Regions from separate parts of the Sus scrofa genome. Here region 2 is linked to region 1. The links are chromatin contacts, called in public Hi-C maps. All regions are on one chromosome and are shown on one strand. The core of a region is the stretch at or near the end of the contact, and the rest is flanking DNA. Distances in the headings are between cores, read along the strand shown. Region 1 has its middle 170 kb from the start of SH3BP4. Region 2 overlaps AGAP1 (arf-GAP with GTPase, ANK repeat and PH domain-containing protein 1).

The links. Hi-C and Micro-C count contacts between places; a contact is called where the count stands out from the background.
Region 2: a Hi-C map of omental adipose tissue shows a contact between it and region 1, with 2.4 times the contacts expected there. The contact joins two enhancer-like sites. A contact is called at or near these places in 18 of 47 Hi-C or Micro-C datasets (adipose tissue, alveolar macrophages, blood and 12 more) and 2 of 2 datasets of contacts at active chromatin or transcription factors (alveolar macrophages and skeletal muscle).

The regions. Positions count from the first base shown.
Region 1 is chr15:135,172,902-135,176,566 of Sscrofa11.1, forward strand. No RefSeq gene overlaps it. Among named protein-coding and RNA genes, the nearest start is that of SH3BP4, 170 kb to the left of the region's middle. Within about 2 kb of position 1,735, at least 19 of the 83 cell types and tissues checked have an H3K27ac peak or open chromatin away from gene starts, as enhancers often do. A contact at or near this core is called in adipose tissue, omental adipose tissue, retroperitoneal adipose tissue and 1 more, where this site is marked.
Region 2 is chr15:135,535,829-135,539,493 of Sscrofa11.1, forward strand. The region is part of intron 1 of AGAP1 (arf-GAP with GTPase, ANK repeat and PH domain-containing protein 1); the gene reads left to right. Among named protein-coding and RNA genes, the nearest start is that of AGAP1, 95 kb to the left of the region's middle. Within about 2 kb of position 1,548, at least 9 of the 83 cell types and tissues checked have an H3K27ac peak or open chromatin away from gene starts, as enhancers often do. A contact at or near this core is called in adipose tissue, omental adipose tissue, retroperitoneal adipose tissue and 1 more, where this site is marked.

The sequences.
Region 1 (3,665 bases), core at 485-2,984:
TCGAATGCTCACTGTTTGAGCATGTTCTCTGCCTCCTGTTAAGATCTGACCGATACAGCCTGGGTCATCATATTAGAAAGAGTACAAATTCAAGCCACATAAATATGTTAATTTGATAACTTGCACACGGCTTTCCAGACCATTAATTTATATGTTAATGACTCCTGCATTGACATCTCTGGTCCATTCTTTTCCTCTGACTTCCAAGGTCATACGTCCAATTGAATAGTTGATATTACATTTTGGATAGTTCCATTTCCATTTCCATTTCATTTCAGAGCTTTGTGTGCCAAAACCCACTGCTTCTCTCTTCCTGTTTCCCACCTGCTCCTTCCCTGGTCTTCCCCATCTCAGCCAGGAGCACCACCACCCACCAGTTCCCTCCAGCTGTCACCCAAGTGTCTCAACCACCTCCCCCACACCCACCAAACCAGTCAGTGCTACATCCCTGTGGGTTCCACCCCAGGTCATTTCTGTAGACGTGCAGCTTCCACTTCCTGGCAGATCTGGACTCTCTCCTGTTCTACCCATTTCTGCTGATGCCCATCCAGTCCCAGGTACCACCTCCCTCACCTGGACCACAGCCATGACTTGCTGAACACCTCCTGTTTCCACGCCTGCCTCTCTCCTCTGGTCCCCTCTATACCAGGATCCAGAGGGATCTTTTGCAGACCGAGGCTGGATCACATCACCGCCCCACCCAAAGTCCATCAGTACTTTGAATGGCATCCTTGTTCTCATCAAGCACTTTTTTGCCGAGTCCTTCCCCACCTCCACCCTTCCCACCGATGCCCCCTAAGCCTGGAACATCTTTTCCCAGCTCTTCCCATGTCTGGGTTGTTTAGTCTTGATTACCCTGTGCCCAGCACACTCTTCAGCTCAATGGGAAGCTAGTGACCCTGCATCTTGATGGGACGAGCTGCAGAGTCATCTTGCAAAGGGTGAGAACACCAGGACGTGTGAAGGATGGTGGCCCTTGGTGGGAACGGTCTGACCCAGGGAAATGACCTCCCCAGAGACAGAAGGACCGGCCAGGTCCTGAACGCATTCTCGGTTGGCTGACAGCACCTCCTGGGTTCCCATAAGAAACGATTGAGTGGTTCCTCCCGGGATGGGAAGCACTTGCCCTTTGGGCAAGAGTCTATCGGCGTTGTGTCCCTGTGTGTCCCTGTGCAAGGCCACTGGAGAGGTCTGATAAACAGAGTGTCACAGCACCACAATCAGTGACACATCAAGCGACCACTCGTGCCAGCGTCCTTAGCCTGATGGTCAGGTCTGTCTACATCCCTCTAGCGACAGTGATTGACACCTGAAAGAGAAGTCCAGATTCCCACTGGATTTCAAAAAAAGGGCACCTTACACCCGGACCAAGTCAAAAATAAAAATATCTCTACAGACAATGCAAAGCTCACTGGGCACCAGTTAATGAAGTGCAGGAGCCCCTTTAAAATGCTGTCATGCTAAGAAGACCTGGCTTGAGGCAGTTACTGCACCATGTTGAAATACAGGAGGCTTGCTGCCCCCTTAGATGGCAGGGGACACTCCCAGGGCTGCGGGAGGCTGGAGGAGCCTGTGCTGGGGGAGGGGGTGGGGTGGGGCGGTGGGCACCCAGAGAGTGCCAGGGGCTCTCCTATTTTACCGCTGCCGCCGAGGCCAGGCATAAATCACAGGGTTTCCCAGGCAGTCACTAGATGTCACTGCAGGAAAAAATCTGACCAGAAAACAGATGCAAGATAGTCATGTTTTGGATCCTAAGGAAGTGGTTGCCGTGGCAACAGGGAGCACGTGAAAGAGCTTCCTCCTTCGTGAACAGCGTGCGGTTTCTGAGTGTGTCCCAGTCGGTGCCCCAAAGAGAAGACCCTGGAGCCAAAGCCCATGTGTGGGAACTGGATGATGCAGCACTGGGGTGCAGGATGGGGGCGGCGGGCAAAACTGGTGGAGGGGCGGGGCGGGGGGGGAAGCAGTGGGGGAGGGGGCGGAGACAGACCAACAGAGGGCTCTAGCAGGGGCGGTGTTCAGTAACCCGTCTTGATTCTGAGGCTGAACTGCAAAGGCACACAACCTCCAAGTGTTCACTATCCTGAGAAAGATGTGCTCTCTCGGCACATTCAACCACAGCTACAGAAATACTGAGAGCGGAGCCCAGGGACCAAGCCTGTGCCCCGATGACTTCTCCTCGGATGCTGAACCACTAGCACCGGGAGGAAGGAGGGGCTCGGAAACGGGTGGGGGCCAGAGGCCTCCAGCTCATCTGGTGCAGTCTCTCCTCTACTTTCTGCTTTCTGTCCACACCTCTCTGTGAAGAGAGAGAGGGGCCCTACCTCAAGACAGGGAGATGGGAGAATGAGAGAGAAGGTGGGTGGATGGAAGATAATGAGTGTTTTAACCTTCCAGGCAGCTCTTGGGATATATATACATATATATTTAATGTTATTGGGGAGTTCCTGTTGTGGCTCAGCAGTAATGAAACCAACTAGTATCCATGAGGATGCGGGTTCAATCCCTGGCCCCGCTTAGTGAGTTAAGGATCCAGCATTGCATGAGCTGTGGTGTAGGTCACAGATGCAGCTCAGATACTGCATTGCTGTGGCTGTGGTGTAGGCTGACAGCTAGAGCTCCAACTCAACCCCTAGCCTGGGAACCTCCATATGCCGTGGGTAGGGCCCTAAAAGAAAAGTTATTGGGGTATAGGTGATTTACTGTGTGATAATTTCTCCTGCAATTAATTTCTCCGTTAAACACGTATGTTTTCAGACGCTTTTCCCACATAGGTTATTTCAGAGCACTGAGTTGACCTCATGCTACACAGAAGGTCCTTGTTAGTTACCTCCTTTATATACAGTAGTGTGTATCTGCTAATCGCAACCTCACAATGCATCCCTTCCCCCCAAGGTTTCCCCTTATTTGATTTTGAAATCTGTGAGTTTATTTCTGTTTCATAAATAAGTTCTTTTTTTTTTTTTAATTTTATGGCCACAGTTAGAGTATATGGAAGTTCCCAGGATTGAACCTTAGCTGCAGATGTGACCTACACCTCAGCGGTGGCAACGGGGAATTCTTTTTTTTTTTTTTTTTTTTTTTTTTTGTATTTTTGCCATTTCTAGGGCCACTCCCGCGGCATATGGAGGTTCCCAGGCTAGGGGTCGAATCGGAGCTATAGCCACCAGCCTACACCACAGCCACAGCAACATGGGATCCGAGCCGTGTCTGCAAACTACACAACAGCTCATGGCAACACCGGATCCTTAACCCACTGAGCAAGGCCAGGGATCAAACCCACAACCTCATGGTTCCTAGTCAGATTCATTAACCACTGAGCCACGATGGGAACTCTGGCAAAAGGGGATTCTTTAACCCACTGCACTGGGCTGTGGATGGAACCCATGCCTCCACAGCAACCCGAGCTGCTGCAGTGGGTTCTTAACCCGCTGCATCACAAGGGGAACTCCAAGAAAGACGTTCTTTTGTATCACTTTATATTAGACCACATGTAAGTGATATCACATGATATTTTAAATGCCGCCAAAGTGGAATGATGGCAGGTAGAGCAGGTGCACACAAAGGTTGTATGGCCCTGCAGCTGGCACGCTCTGAACAAACTGGTAATAGGGTGAGTTCTTTGCCCCCTATTGCATGCCAACCCCCCCACCCCGTGCCTCTCTTGT
Region 2 (3,665 bases), core at 298-2,797, 360 kb after region 1:
ACCACCATGTGATCAATAATCCCACTTCGGAGGCCTGTGTACCAAGGAAATGAAAGCAGTGTGTAGAAGAGGTGGCTGTTTGGAGTTCCTGTCGTGGCGCAGTGGAGATGAATCCAACTAGAAACCGTGAGGTTGCGAGTTTGATCCCTGGCCTCGCTCAGTGGGTTAAGGATCTGGCCTTGCCGTGAGCTGTGGTGTAGGTTGCAAACACGGCACAGATCAGGGTTGCTGTGGCTGTGGTATAGGCTGGTAACTGTAGCTCTGATTGAACCCTTAGTCTGGGAACTTCCATGTGCTGTGGGTGCGCCCTAAAAGACAAAAAGTGAAAAAAAGAGAGAGATGGCTGTTCCCCTATGTTCATTGCAGCATGGTTGACAGTAGCCATGACATGGAAGCAACGTACCTACCCATGGATGGATGAATGGATAAAGAAAATGTGGTATATGCACAATGGAATATTATTCAGCCATGAAAAAGGAAGCCCTGCCTTTCGCAGAAACATGGATGAACCTGGAGGGCATTGTGCTGAGATCAGAAACAAATACAGTATGAACTCACTTGTATGTAGAGTCACAAAAAACTGAACTTGTGGAAACAGAACGGGTTGGCGGTTGCTAGGGCCGATTGGGGCGATGTTGGTTAAAGGGTACAGACCTTGAGCTGTTAGATGAGTGAGTCCTGGGATCGAATGTGTAGTGTGGGGGCTTACCAGTCCTGTATCCTGTGCTCCAAAGGTGTTAAGACAGTAGATCCTAAATGTTCTCACCGGGCAAAAAGGGCAACTGTGTGATGGATGGAGGTGCTGACTCCCCTGCTGTGTCATGGTTTTACAGTATCTGTGTGTATCGGATCACTGTATTATAAATGTTAAACTCACATTATCTGTCAATGATATCTCGATAAAGCCAGGGGAGAAGAAACTGGAGGGCCGCCTGTGGGCATCACTCCCACAGGATCCTTTAGGGACCTCACTTGTTCTGCCCGGCCACCCCTTGGCTGGCAGGCTTGGCTTCTCCTCTGAGATGAGAAGGCACCGCTCCCTAGGATACTCCACAAAAGGAGCACCGGCCTGCGGCTGGCACCTGCTGGAGTCGAGGTCAGGAAGATGGGGCGGGATCTTGTGGGTGGGTGGGGACAATGCCGTACCCGGGACACAGAGGCGGCAGAGGCCACAGTGGGCCAAGAAAGCGAGGAAAATCCATCTGTGTAACTGACTCAGGCCGGTGCCGGTGTCGAGCGGAGGTTTGGAAACGGGTGATTCTTCCGGACGACTTTTAAGAAAACGAATAGGCATAAATTGCAGCCACAGTAAACCTCAGGCTGCCAACCTCAGAGCGCTAGAAATAGCCCCCAGGGAGCGCCCCCACCCCTTTGTAGTCAGTTGGGTGTTATTCAGCAAATAAAGGTTCAAGTCCTGTGCCTCACATCCAGAAAAGCCACGAGAATGGAAATACTCTGTAACTCATTTGGCAGCAAAGCCAGACCTGCCTGATGACTTAACACAAGGCGGTGGTGGCCTCTGCTTACCCCTCTGCCTGTGACGACTGGCGTTTCTCTGCGCCTGGCTCTGGGCTGCCCCAGTAAGGGCGGGGCACGAGGTTACTTCTCTGTGGTCTCAAGTCCCCCCCTTGCCCGTGTGGCCATCCCACCTGCCGGCTGGTGGGCACATCATCTCAACTGGTGGGCACATCATCTTCTCAGCTGTTCAGGCCCCAAACCTGGGTAATGCACAGCACTCCCCTTGGTCTCACCATCCCCCCACATCTGGTCAGGCCAGGACAACCCCGCCCTGGTTCCCTCCTCCTGAAGCCCCTCCCACCGTCGCACCCCTCCTGCGGGGCCGGTCCCCTTGCTTTCACCCTTCCTGCAGGGGGCTGTTCTCAAGAGCTTCCAGGTGAGGTATAAAACTCATCCGTCACGTCGCTGCAGAGCTTTGCATATGCGCAGTGGCCTCTGTGTGCCCAGGACAGACGCCGGAGGCCCCACCAAGTCCCGGGAGCCCATCTGTCTTGCGCCTGCTCTTGAGCACAGAATGGTTTTTATGGTTAAGTTCTTGGGGAAAAAAAAAATCAAAAGACAAATATTTTGCAACATGTGAAGTTCACATTTCAGCATCTGCATTAAGTCACAGCCACGCCAGTGACTTAGGGACCTGCTGTGGTTCGTGTGGCGTCATCAGGGTTGTCTTTGAGACCGAGGCCTTCCGGACACCCTTGAGGGTTTCCTGGCCTGAAAAACCTCAGCTGTTTGCTGTCTGGGGCCTGACGGGAGAGCGGTGCCAGCCCTGCTCCAGCCTCCACTCCAGCCAGGCCGCCTCTTCCTCCCTGTGCCTGCTCTGGGCTTGGGCTCGGCTGTGCCCTCTGCCTGGAGAGCCCTTCCTCCTGCCCCGGTCCCTTCCTTCAAGTCTGGCTCCCCCTCCCTCCCAGCTCGGCACCGTGCTGGATCCCCCTCACCCACCCCACCCTCCGCAGCCCCTCCGGTCCTGGTTTCCAGCACCGTCCCTTTGGACACACTCACTGCGCGTGTTTCTCTGCTGCCGCGCTGCCGCTGGACTCTGAGTCCCGAGGACCCAGGTCTTTGCCTCTTTGGACCCAGACACCAAGATCAGAAAGGCTTTTCAGCCTCTTGGGGAATCTGGTTATAGCCCATAACAGCCTGCCCTGAGATCGGGCGCCCCCATTTTTGATGAAAGCAGAATTGGTTTTCATGAGCTCAGTTTCCTCCTCTAGTGGGGCGGGCTGGTGAGACGGCATTCCTGATGGGGAGGGAGTTCTCAACAGTTTGGAGACCAAGTCCTGCTTCGATGAGACCCTCAGCAGGGCTTGTGGTCTGAATGTCCAGTATCACATCCAGAATGAGCCTTTTTCTGGAAGAGAGAATTGGGCATCGCAGTGAATCTTGCAAATGACCGAGAGAATCACAGGCCAGTCCTAGGCGAGTGATAGCAGAAGCACTTACTGATGCCATGGAGTTTCAAAACAGGAAGCAGTGGAGTTCCCTGGTGGGTCAGCAGGTTAAAGAATCTGGTGTGGTCACTGCTGTGGCTGTGGCATGGGTTTGATCCCTGGCCCTGGCACTTCTGCATGGCATTGGTGCACTGCCCCCCTCCCCCCCAAAAAAACCCCCGAAAACCAAGAAGCAGCACTTTTGTTTTTTTCTTTTTACAGCCGCACCTGCAGCATACGGAAGTTCCCAGGTTAGGGGTCGAATGGGAGCAGCAGCTGCAGGTACACACCACAGCCGCAGCAATACCGGATCCAGGCTACATCTGTGCCCCATGCCACGGCTTGAGGCTATGCCAGATCCTTAACCCACTGAGCAAGGCCAGGGGTCAAATCCACATCCTCAGGGACACTATGTCGGGTTCTTAACCCACTGAGCCACAGCGGGAACGCCCCAGCAGCGCTTCTTACAATGTGTGCAGATCTATTCCCGTGCATTGTCTTTTTTGTCTGGTGAGGCTGGGAGGTGGGAAGAATGGGTATTAAGTTCTTATTTCCATCCTCTGGGTGGGATACAGGGTCAGGTGGGTGAGCGGATTTCTTCTTTTCAGATTCTGAAGTAGCAGCGTTGGGACCAAAGTGAGTTCCTGTGTCTCCAAGCCCAGAGCATCTCTCCCTGGACCCCAGGCTGCCCCCAAACCATGCCGGGGAGGGTCCTGGGAG